3 separate regions of the Sus scrofa genome follow, and all the other regions are linked to region 3. The links are chromatin contacts, called in public HiChIP or PLAC-seq maps. All regions are on one chromosome and are shown on one strand. The core of a region is the stretch at or near the end of the contact, and the rest is flanking DNA. Distances in the headings are between cores, read along the strand shown. Region 1 has its middle 34 kb from the start of P2RY2. Region 2 has its middle 15 kb from the start of FCHSD2. Region 3 overlaps ARAP1 (arf-GAP with Rho-GAP domain, ANK repeat and PH domain-containing protein 1).

Evidence for each region. HiChIP or PLAC-seq counts read pairs in DNA pulled down with a chosen protein or histone mark.
Region 1: a contact with region 3 is called in an H3K27ac HiChIP or PLAC-seq map of alveolar macrophages. The contact joins two enhancer-like sites. A contact is called at or near these places in 8 of 47 Hi-C or Micro-C datasets (alveolar macrophages, embryonic fibroblasts, epiblast stem cells and 5 more) and 1 of 2 datasets of contacts at active chromatin or transcription factors (alveolar macrophages).
Region 2: an H3K27ac HiChIP or PLAC-seq map of alveolar macrophages shows a contact between it and region 3. The contact joins two enhancer-like sites. A contact is called at or near these places in 1 of 5 promoter capture datasets (fetal skeletal muscle), 15 of 47 Hi-C or Micro-C datasets (alveolar macrophages, brain, embryonic fibroblasts and 11 more) and 2 of 2 datasets of contacts at active chromatin or transcription factors (alveolar macrophages and skeletal muscle).

The regions. Positions count from the first base shown.
Region 1 is chr9:7,652,779-7,656,345 of Sscrofa11.1, reverse strand. No RefSeq gene overlaps it. Among named protein-coding and RNA genes, the nearest start is that of P2RY2, 34 kb to the left of the region's middle. Within about 2 kb of position 1,910, at least 26 of the 83 cell types and tissues checked have an H3K27ac peak or open chromatin away from gene starts, as enhancers often do. A contact at or near this core is called in alveolar macrophages and fetal liver, where this site is marked.
Region 2 is chr9:7,632,945-7,636,554 of Sscrofa11.1, reverse strand. No RefSeq gene overlaps it. Among named protein-coding and RNA genes, the nearest start is that of FCHSD2, 15 kb to the right of the region's middle. Within about 2 kb of position 2,359, at least 47 of the 83 cell types and tissues checked have an H3K27ac peak or open chromatin away from gene starts, as enhancers often do. A contact at or near this core is called in alveolar macrophages, fetal liver, mesenteric adipose tissue and 4 more, where this site is marked.
Region 3 is chr9:7,272,085-7,276,030 of Sscrofa11.1, reverse strand. The region is part of intron 3 of ARAP1 (arf-GAP with Rho-GAP domain, ANK repeat and PH domain-containing protein 1); the gene reads left to right. Among named protein-coding and RNA genes, the nearest start is that of ARAP1, 27 kb to the left of the region's middle. Within about 2 kb of position 2,625, at least 53 of the 83 cell types and tissues checked have an H3K27ac peak or open chromatin away from gene starts, as enhancers often do. A contact at or near this core is called in alveolar macrophages, fetal liver, mesenteric adipose tissue and 4 more, where this site is marked.

The DNA of each region.
Region 1 (3,567 bases), core at 661-3,160, 380 kb before region 3:
CCATCGTGTCTCCATCTCCCCGCTAGACTGTGAGCTTCGTGGCCGCAGGGGCTGCGCTGTCCCGACCGCTGCTGTGTGTCTGGCACCTGCCGTGTGGCAGACGCTTAGTGGATGGAGTGGCTGTGACAGTGAGTCTGACAGCGCTCTGGGAACTCCGATGCTTAAAGAACAGCTGAGGGAGGGTCCCTGGGGAGGGTAGAGTTGTGTGGGGGGAGGGGGCAGGCATAGAGCAAGGCTGTGGAGGTAGGAATGAGTCCGGGCTGTGCGGGAGGCCGTGGGGCGAGCAGCCTGCCTCGGGGGTGGAGTGTGAGGTTGGCTGGACACGGTGGGCGGAGTTCAGGAGCCGCCTCCTGGGGCCTCTCTGCCTCCTGGTTTCCCCCAACTCCTGCTTCTCCCCACCTCATCCCCCAACCTTCCAACAAGGCAACGAAAAGCCCATGGACAAGGGACTCAAAGAGCAGCAGCGAGGTAGGCAGCCGAACTCTGGTCATCCGAGCGTCTAGGACCTTCCTCTGCGGAAGTCCGGCTCCAGAGACCTTCCCACCATGAGTTGCGCGGTTAAAGCTGTTTCAGGCAAACAATGAATAATTATTAACATAAGTAATATTGAGGACATGCTTCTACTAAAAAGCTTTTCGTGTGTGTGTGTGTGTGTGTGTGTGTGTGTATGCACAGTTTGAAGACCGTACCTGTGGCACATGGTGGTTCCCAGGAGAGGGATCCAATCGGCGCTGTAGCTGCCCTCCCAGGCCACAGCCACAGCACCTCAGGATCCAAGCCACGTCTGTGACCTACACCACAGCTCATGCCAACATCGGATCCTTAATCCACTTGGGGAAGCCAGAGATCGAACCCGCATCCTCATGGATACTAGTTGGGTTTGTAACCAGTTGAGCCACAACAGGAACTCCTTAAAAAGTTATTCATTGCTTATCTTTGTATTTGCTAAACCTGGCAACACTTTCCCCCACCCCCAGTTTCAGACCCTGCCACTCCCCCTGTCTTGAGCATCTGAAGAGCCATCAGAGAGGTGGTGGGCCTCCCGCAATACTCAGCAAAGCCGGAACTTAGATGGAAGGGGTACTGAAGATTGAGTCTCATCCCTCTCCCCGTATGTGGACTGGGGTCCGAGGCCCCAAGGGGACACGTGCTGGCAAGCCCTTGGGCTCCTCGCTACTCCTTGGCTGGACTTGGGCCTCCTGGAGAGCAGAAGGACCCCTTGGGGATAGGGGTTTAGGAAAGGCCGGGGCCTCCCAGGTAAGGCCGGGCAGGGAGGCTCCAGGTTAATGTACCTCCAGGCAGTTTCCTGGATCCTGACCCCCCACCCCCACCCCAGGTGAGTCACCTCCACCTGTCAGGTGACATCTAGAGCTGTTCTGAGGCCTTGGGCTCCTCTTCTCCTGCTGGGCTAGGGCCCAAAAAAGCTGGGGAGGGGATGGGAGTTGGGGGTGTGGGGGGGTGTTTCAAGGGTGGGAGCCAGGGAGTGGGGCTGGACTTGGCGGGCGGGGCCTGATCACCCCGCCTCTGGCACTTCAGAGATGACTCAGCACAATTCCCACCGAGGGCACTGAGGTCGGGGGAGGGGCCGGGACGCGTTCAAAATCACCCAGCCGGTCCGCTAGGCAGACAAGGGTTTTTCTACCCAGTGCTCGGTCCCCGCCCCCACCCCGCTCTGCGCTTCTTCATCTCGTTTTCCCTCCTGAGTCTGTTCACTCTCGCCAGATCCCAGGGCGGTGCCTGGCACTGAGCAGGTGCTGAACGGGACTTTGTTGAAGGAAATTGCGCACAGGGAAACACATCTCACCTTGTAGGGAACACGCGGCAGAGGCCCCCGGGCCCCCCACCCCCACCCCTTAACCGTGCAGGGCAGGCTCAGCGGGGAGCCAGGGGGGAGAGGAACAGCCCAGGCCCGGCACTGCGTGAGGGGTTGGGCTCTCACCTGTCTGTCCCAGAGCAGCCTCTGGCCCAGACAACACCTGGATATGCCTGGGGTGAGGGTGGGGGGGTCAATTCCAGAGTGACACCGAGTGGACTACTCCCACCCGGTGTGGCCCTGCGAGGAGCTGAGGACCTGTCCGTTTTGTCACATTACCTACCTGTCCCCAGCCCGTACTAGTCCTCATTCCCCTTCTTTGTACAATGACAGCTTGGGGCTGACTCATCTCTAAGCCTGTCTTTGGCTTCCTCTTTCTCTGTATTAGTAGTTGTTGTTGTTTGGCCAAGCCTGCAGCACGTGGAAATTCCCAAGCTAGGGATGGAACCTGCACTACAGCCGAGAGAACGCTGAATCCTTCATTGCTGGGCCGCCAGGGAACTCCTGACTTCTCATTCCCGCTGCACCTCAGACCTCTGCACCAGCCCCTCGAGCTGCTTGGCAGAGCTACCCAGTCCTGGCCAACAGCTATGTTCTCATGGCAGGTTTGCACAACGCACTTCCCTTTTAATGCAGAGATAACTGGTAGTCGCTCTGTCAAGTCCTGGCCTCCTCTGGGGCGAAAAGAGGCACGTGCTGATGGGAAGGTCCTGGCCGCAGTTCGTGACCTCTCTCTGGTTATTGCTTTGACATTTTCTCACAAACGTACCTTCTGCTCCTCTGATAATTTCTATGGGCCTACTTCACTGTCAGCTATAAAGCTCCCCTGGGACATCTCAAAACCCTGAAGAAACAAAACCTTGGCGTCTCTTTTTTGTTGGTGTCTTCTTTAGGGCCACACCCGTGGCATATGGAGGGTCCCAGGCTAGGGGTCCAATCGGAGCTGTAGCCAAGGGCCCACACCACAGCCACAGCAACGCGAGATCTAGCCGTGTCTGCGACCTACACCACAGCTCACAGCAACACCGGATCCTTAACCCACTGAGCAAGGCCAGGGATCGAACTCGCGTCCTCATGGATACTAGTCGATTTGTCATCCACTGAGCCACGGCGGAAACTCCAGTGTCAGATTCTTCTCTAGGCTAATTTTGTAGGCACCATTACCACCACCAACCTCTGTTGATGTATTATACTCTGGGGGTGTCGCTTATCTTTAGGCCCAAACCCTCCCTTCTCTCCCGGTCAGACCCTTTGCTGTTCCTGTTCCCTGAGACCCAAGCCCTGGTCATTTCTGTCCTGGAGACCATGGGTGGGTCAGGTGTCAGGGACTGTCTTGGGGGCACGTGTGAAACTTCAGATCATCCAGAGACTGTCACTCAGAGGCCTGTCCAGACTGCCTGGCCCAGCCCTCTGACCGGTCTGGACAGCGCCACCTCCAGTCATACCATCTCCCGGTGTGTCCAGAGGCGAGCTCTGGTCTCTCCCCAAACCTGCTCCTGCCTCAGCCTCAGCAAGGGCACCTTCAGTCAGCGGGTCCCCTGGACCACGGACCTAAAATCCTGGAGCCCCCTCTCGGCCCCTCGCAGCCCTCCCCCAGTCCTTCGCTCAGGCTTGGCCGCCCCTCAGGGGTGTCCGGGGATTGTCCGCTTCTCCCTCTCATGAGCCTCGTCTGTGTTTATGGTTCATCTTCTCTCACCTGAGCCTTGAAACCAGAGGGCTCCTTCCGTCTCTGCCCTCAATTCATGCTTCATGCA
Region 2 (3,610 bases), core at 1,110-3,609, 360 kb before region 3:
CTCCTGGATCTGACTTCCTCCTGGAGAGGCAGCCAGAATAGAACCTGGGTTCTCCTTCCCCTGGCACTGCTGATCATGCTGGCTACCCTGCCACCAGGTTGGTGAGGTCTGGCTGGGAATCCCGCCCCTTCCCCCCAGAGGCTGGGGGTCCCCCCTGGGCCTCCACAGTCCTGAGCCCTGATTCTCAGGGACTAGCTGACCACATGGCGCATGGCAGTGGGGATACTCCCCAACTCAAACGCTCTAGGGAAAGGGACTGAGTGTCCCGGTCCCCACCGCCCATTGTAGGGCTTGGCACAAGATAGATACGAAACTGCTTCTTCCGTCTAGGCTCCGTTTTGAGTCCTCCCAGCACTGACCCATAGAGGCCTTAGCAGAGGCTTCTGATAGAACCAGAGTTTTTGGGGCGGGGGGCTCCTGAGCCACGAATGATGCACCGCTGACGGCAGCCTCAGGGCAGATCCCGAAAGGCAGCAGAGCCTGCGCAGCAGGGTGTAAAGTGTGCTTTGGGGTCCCGGCCCTCTCTGCTTTGGTCTCAGCCCACTCCCTGCCTGGATCCTGGGCTCCAACCCACCCAGGCACCCCGCCCGTGCACTGCCAGATTTCCAGGTGTTCCAGCTCGGTGCCAGGCTTCTCACTATTTCCTCATCTCGAATGTTCTCTTCGTCCCCTTCTCCCTGGAAAACTTCTTGGCTCCAAAGTCTGCTGACTGAGGGACACAGAAGTGACCTTTCCTCTCCATGTTCTTCCAGTTTTTGTTTTTTTTTTTTTTTCTGCTTATCAGCTCAACTGGCCCCACAGTTACTGGTGCTGTTTGTCTTATTCGTCTCAAGAGGTTGCTCTGAGGGAAAGCAAATACCAGGCTCTGCAGCCTCTGTTTCCCCATCTGTAAAATGGAGACAGTGATTGCTACCCTTCCAGGTTGATAGAAGGATTAAATGAAATTAGTCAGGTCAGAACCCAGCACAGTCATCTCATTTGTCCACACACGGGGCAGGAGGGAAGACGTAGCCAACCTGCCCCACAGAGGCAAAGGCACCTAGGCTGGGGTTCTCGGCCCTATGGAAAAACTCAGCTAACCCACTGATGGCACAGCCCACCTCCCAAACCCAGGGAGGAGGGACCCGGGGCTGTGGGAGGCCGAGGGGAGAGGGCAGGCCTTTATAACATCTCCAGATATGCTGATCTTTTCCGGGCACAAGTTGTGTGCCCTGCCCGCTGCCAAGTGCATCATAACTTCAGCTCATCCTCTCGCACTCAGGCCACAGGATCCTGTTATGAATGCCACTTGGCTCCTTCCTCTCTCTACCGCCCCACACGGTGCCAGGGACACCACAATACCTAGAGTTTACTTATATGTGAAATGCCAGAAGCAGTGCCCCTCCACACAGTAAATGTGAATTTATGCTACGAGAAAGGGACTCTTTTAAAAATACACTTTAGGCGTTCCCGTCATGGCTCAGTGGTCAACGAACCTGACGAGTATCCCTGAGGACGTGGGTTCGATCCCTGGCCTCGCTCGTGGGTCAGGGATCCGTCGGTGCCGTGAGCTGTGGTGTAGGTCACAGACGTGGCTCGGATCCTGTGTTGTGTGGCTGTGGTGGAGGCCGACAGCTACAGCTCTGATTCGATCCCCTAGCCTGGGAACGTCTCTGGGCCACGGGTGTGGCCCTAAAGAGACAAATAAATGAACAAATACATACATAAATAAACTTTATCTGGAATAACTGTAGATTTATGGAAAAGTTGCAAAAATGTACGGAGATGTCTCCTATACCCGTTACCCAGTTTCCTTCGTTAACATGGTACGTTCTAAGGGACAGACACACTGTCACAACAAAGAAATTGACATTAATTACTATTTTTTGTCTCTCTCTCTCTCTCTCTTTTTTGGCGGGGGGTGGGGGGAACCTCCAACAGTGGCTATGAACTACACTCGAGGCTGTAAGTGGACTTCACCAGCGTTTGCAGCCATGTCCCACTTTTGTCCCAGGACCCAGTCCTGGCTGCCACCTTGCATTCGGTCGTCATGCCCACAGCCGAAGAGACTGACCCTGTAACTGCTGATTTCACACGGGAAAACGGGGGCGAGGGCTCTGCTCTTGGCTTCCTTCACTTTCACTTTCACCATTTCACTTCGGAAAATCCCCTTCAGACGTGCCTTTAGTCCCGAAGCTCCCCTTCCTGCCCTCCCTTCATCCAGAGGCCCCTCCCAGCCCCCAGGAGCTCGCCCTCAGCTCAGAGCTCTCCTGGCCGCCTGTTTCGTTCTTTCTTTTTAAAAATCTTTCTCGTTTGTTTGTTTTGGCTGCACCCACGGCCTGCGCAAGTTCCTGTACTGAGCCACAGCAGCCACAGCGGTGACAATGCTGAGTCCTTCACTGGGCCACCGGGGAACAGGGCCTCCTTTTCCTTACTGCCGGGATATTTAACTCTGCCCTGCTGCTCCAACCCCCCCGTTAGTGTCATCTTTAAGCGTGTCAATGGCTGTTATTCTGGGAATTATAAAACTCCTGTACGTTTTTGTTTTGGTTCCACTCTCTTCCTGGGACAGAAACTTTATGCCAAAAGTTTCCCCAACGCGAAATTTCCCCCAATTCATCCTTCCTTCCTTCTTCCCTGCAGTTCCCACCTCCCTTCTGGGAATGCTGTGGTCCCGGGGAGGCCACCTCCAGGGGTAGAAATATGACCTGAGCTCGAACAATCAGTACCTGCCACCTCTTCGGTCCAGGGATGGGTTCAAGAGAGGCTTGTCAGCCAAGGCGGCCCAGTCAAGGTGAAGCTCAGGCTCTTTGGCAGGTGCTCTGGTCCCCAGGTGCTCTCTTCGGCTCAGGTGGGAGGGATGCCTCACTATGGAGATGGGAGGCCAGTGGTCATTTTCTTAGCACACCTGGTTGCTGAGGAGTTTGGTTCAACCTGTTGAGGTAGTTGCATGAAGAAATTCTGGGTCTTTTTAATCTTCCTCATCATTCCCTTTCCTCTTTCCTCTTTTTTAACACCACAGGCAGTTTTAATAACCTTCTGGTCTTTTCTTTTAGGGCCACATCTGCAGCACATGGAAGTTTCCGGGCCATGGGGTGAATCAAAGCTGCAGCTGCCGGCCTACACCACAGCCACAGCAACACTGGGTCATTCACCCACTGAGCACGGCCAGGGATCAAACCCACATCCTCATGGATACTAGCTGGGTTCTTAACCCACCAAACCACAATGAGAACTCCTCATTCAGTTATTTAAACCTAGACCCGTCCAGTTTAAAACTTCAATCTCGGAGTTCCCCTTGTGGCGCAGTGGTTAACGAATCCAACTAGGAACCATGAGGTTGCGGGTTCGGTCCTTGCCCTTGCTCAGTGGGTTAACGATCCGGCGTTGCCGTGAGCTGTGGTTGCAGACTCAGCTTGGATCCCGTGTTGCTGTGGCTCTGGTGTAGGCCAGTAGCTACAGCTCCAATTCGACCCCTAGCCTGGGAACCTCCATATGCTGGCCCTGGAAAAGGCAAAAAAAAAAAGACAAAAAACAAAGCAAAAACTTCAACCTCTTACCCAATTCACAGCAACCCTCTACCCCACCCAGGCTAGAATGTGACTAGAGAGGCTTGGTGGCTGGGGACCGT
Region 3 (3,946 bases), core at 1,376-3,875:
TGTGATTAGGGCTGCCCCTCTGGGCCTGTTTCCCCATCAGGTGTCCTCCTTGTAGTAATAACTGAGTTTAGGAGACCTCCGGGCAGAGCAAGTGTCCTGTCTACACCGCAGGGTGCCCGGCCCCACTCTCAGATCCTCAGTCTGAACTTAGCCAGCATCTGGGGGGCCAGGCTCCCAGGGTCAGGAGTCTGGCCCCTCGTAGCTAGAGGACCCAGAATTACTTCCATGCTGAGAGAACTGCAGGCGGTTATTCCACACAAGTTGGGGCCATTCCGAGGGCGCGTGGGAGGTGAGCTGCCACGTGTGGCCTCCTGTGTCTCCTGGGGTCTCTGGCCTTCGGGATTGCTCTGCAGGCCCAGCATCCCAGCTCCCAGGGTGTGCCAAGCCTTTAAAGCTCAGAGTAGACAAATGAAGGGCAGAGAGAGCCTCACGTATCTAATCGGGAGAGCTGGGTGGGTGGGGGCCAGGGTGGAGCCTGGCTGGCTGCCCGGTCCCCTCGCGCCCCTTCTGTGACCCCAGTCCCTGTGGTCAGAGTGGAAGATGCTCAGCCTGGCCCGCTTCCGCCCCCCTTTGCGGGGTCCCCTGACGTGCCCTTCCTGTCCTCGCCCACACCCTCTAGTGACGGGGTCTTTCTCTCAATCTTAGGGCCTCTTGAACCAGATCGTGTAGTGACTGGGGGAGCGTTTCTGCTTGGCTCTGGCCCATCAATGGGCTGCCGGCAGAATTTGGGATTATCTACTGTGTGTGCACCTGGTACTTGCGAGGTAGAGACTCCACGTGACTGGCTAGCTTGTGTGTATGCACCTGCAGGTGTGCACCCGTCAGGTAGTAGCGTGTATTTCCGCCTCTGCACATGGTTTAAGGCAGGCTGTGTACACTCCTGATACGTGATGTGGGGAGGGATCTCTGTGATTTCAGTGGGTGACTTGCTGGAGTGTATGTGAACTTTTTGGGGCCTGTGTGCACACATACGCCCATATGTACTGATGCTGTGGGGATGGCAACAACGTGCATATTCATGAGCGTGTGCATGCATGTATATGTGTGGGTGCGTGTGGGTGCACATGTGTGCATGCATGTATGTGTGTGCACACGCACACATGTGCTTGCACATGCACGTGTGTGCACGAGTGTGTACACGTGTATATGTGTGAGTGCATGTGTATACATGTATATGTGTGCATGCGTGTGCATATGAGCATTGCATGAGTGCGTGAATGTATGAGCGTGCGTGTGCATGAGTTGTATATGTGTGATTGTGTATGTGTGTGCATGTATATACACACATGTGAGTGTGTGCACTAGTGTGAACGTGTGAGAATACACGTACACATGGGTGTGAGTGCATGTGAGTTCTATGCATATGAGTGTATACATGTGTGTGTGTGTGAGCGCGTGCATGCATTTTTGTGTGTGTGCACGTCAGTATGTATACATGTATGTGTGTGCGTGTGTGTGCATGCATGTGTGTGAGTGTGTGTGCATGAATTGGCCTGTGTGTCATTTGGGTACGGAGGACGCGCTGGTGTGTGAGTGTGCTGTGTGCGTGTGCTGCCCGGAGGCTGAGCGCTCTGGAAGGTCAGCTCCCTTGGGGCCCAGATCCTTGTCAGTCTGGTTTACTGCTGAATCCCTGCATCTGAGGCGGTGCCCGCTGTAAAACCGGCACTCAGAATGTGACTAAGTCAATGAGGCCTGTGTGGGCTTCTGTCCTGCCAGGAACTGAGCGCCAGCGCTGTCCGTGCAGCCTTAGCACCTGGAGAGTGCCCTCGGCACATGCTGCCCCCTGGGCAGTAGGGCACAGGACACCCCAGACCCCTCCTCACCTCCCAGCCTTTGTCGCTCTAGACATCTCAGGAAGGGAGAGACCTTCAAGGGAGGCAGGCAGAAAATGACAGGGATCGGGTCCCCTCCCGCTGCCTTGGCTGGGCCAGGCTCTCAGAACCCGGCTCATTATTCTGCCTGGCCTGGGAGGACCCCACTTCACCCCCAAAGAGTCTGCACCCCCACCGTCATTTAATAGGGGACGAGCTGCCAAGTCCAGAGATGCTGAGAAACTTGATCGGAGTCACACAGTCCTGCACGGGGGATGCCCACGTTCAGACTCTGCCCCTTGGCTGGGGGCCGTCTACTCCGGCATAGCTGGCAACCCTCTCAGCCTGCCTCCCTGAGAGTGACAGAGGGTCACGTCCAACCCCGGTTCCGGGTCACTCTGCAGAGTCCCTGTGAGGCTGCTCTGGGCCCCCCACTGTTTCCTCCTCTGATACCTGCGTGCCTGGAGATACCTCAGGAAGAGGGAGCGTGTGCCCGGGGCGGGGGGTACTGCCAGCCGGAGTCACACTGCAGGGCCTCCCACCTGTGCGTTCGGCTGCCCTGCAGCCCAGCCCGTCCCTGGTCCTCCTAAAGCCGCTCACTTGTGGCCGAGGCAGAGCTGCTCCCTGCAGAGAGGCTCCCTCCTCCCCGCGCCTCCTTGTTGGTGGCGGGAGGCAGTGTGGGGGGGTGTCCACCCCATAAGGCCCTGCTGGATGCCCTAGGGTGGCTCGTCGCCCGCTGTAGCCTGCAGCGGGGCGGGGGCTGGGGGCGGAGAGGAAGCGTTGCCCCGGGGGATTCTGGGTGGCTTGTCTCCGTCTCGCCCAGTTTTCAGGAAGTGTGTGTGTGTGTGTGTGTGTGTGTGTGTGTGTTGGTGTTGGCCGGGCCGCAGGGGCGGGGGAGGCGGGGAGCAGGAAGCCGGACGAGAGCCGAGCTGGACGCAGACACAGGCGCACACGTACACACGCTCCCCACCCCCCGACGGGCCGCAGTGACACACACAAACTCACACTCCGACAAGTGACCTCAGACCCTGACCCAAGGCGCGGGCGCACCGAGCCGTGCCGGACGCAGACGCCGCAGGGCACGGGCCCGGGGGCTGCGGGCCCGGCGCAGGTCGGACGCAGGCTGGCACACGGCACTCCGGGGCGCCCGCTGGGCCCGCTGGCCGGAGCCTCCGGGGCCCTCGGGCCCAGGACCCAGCAGGCGTCTGAAGGTGAGCGAGGGGCTGCCCTGGGCTGGGCTGCCGGCCTGGGGCCGGGGGAGGCTCCTCTTGCAGGCCTGGGAGGGCAGGAATCCATCCGTCCCTGTCCTGTCCTGTCCTCCCCTCCCCTCCCCTCCCCTCCCCTCCCCGCAGGCTGACCCCGGGCTTCTGTGGTGGCCCTGCCCCTCCCGTTTCACACTCAGAGTTTTCTCTCTTCCTTCACTCTCTGTTTTCTGGTTTTCCTCCTGCCCTTTCCTTTCCTCCCCTCCCTCTGCCCTCCGTCTGCCCTGGCTCTCCGGGTCTCCCTCCGTCCCCCTACAAGCCCCCCTCCTGGTCCGGGGGGAGCCCCGGGGCCTGTTTCCTGGGCTGCTCTGGCTGCTCCTCTGCAGAGTCTCTGCCCTCCGGGAAGCGGTGCTGATCTTGGGTCTGGCTCGCCGCACCCACGGAGGGGTCCTCCATGGCCTCCCCCAGGGCCAGGGTCAAGGGTGCCGTGACTCTGGGCAGCTCCAGTCTGAGCCCCTTTGCCCTCGCCCCATCCAGGTGGCAGGGAGACCTGCCGTGGGTTGACACTTAGTGGGCATCTTTCTGCCCCTCCTGCCAGCTCTGGTCATGTGGGGGCGGTGCCTGTGTCACTGGGGGGCTGAGCTGGCCTCCCCTCCCCCCGGTTGCTCTCATCCCTGCTGAACTCAGTAACCCTGTGCTTGGGCCACTGGGGACAGAGATTTCTCTAACCAGGTCCCATTTGTGTCCTGGCCCTGCCCTCTGCCCTCCGCTCATCTTTTCATAGGGCCCAGTGGGCACCCACTTCTCCTGCTGCCAGACCAGCCATGGCTTGGGGGAGAGGGGCCTTACCGTCGTGCGCTCCCTGAGGGGTGAGCACAGGCCCGGGAAGCATGAAGAGCTACCATGGGAGCCCTGGCCCTCAGCCCTCTCCTG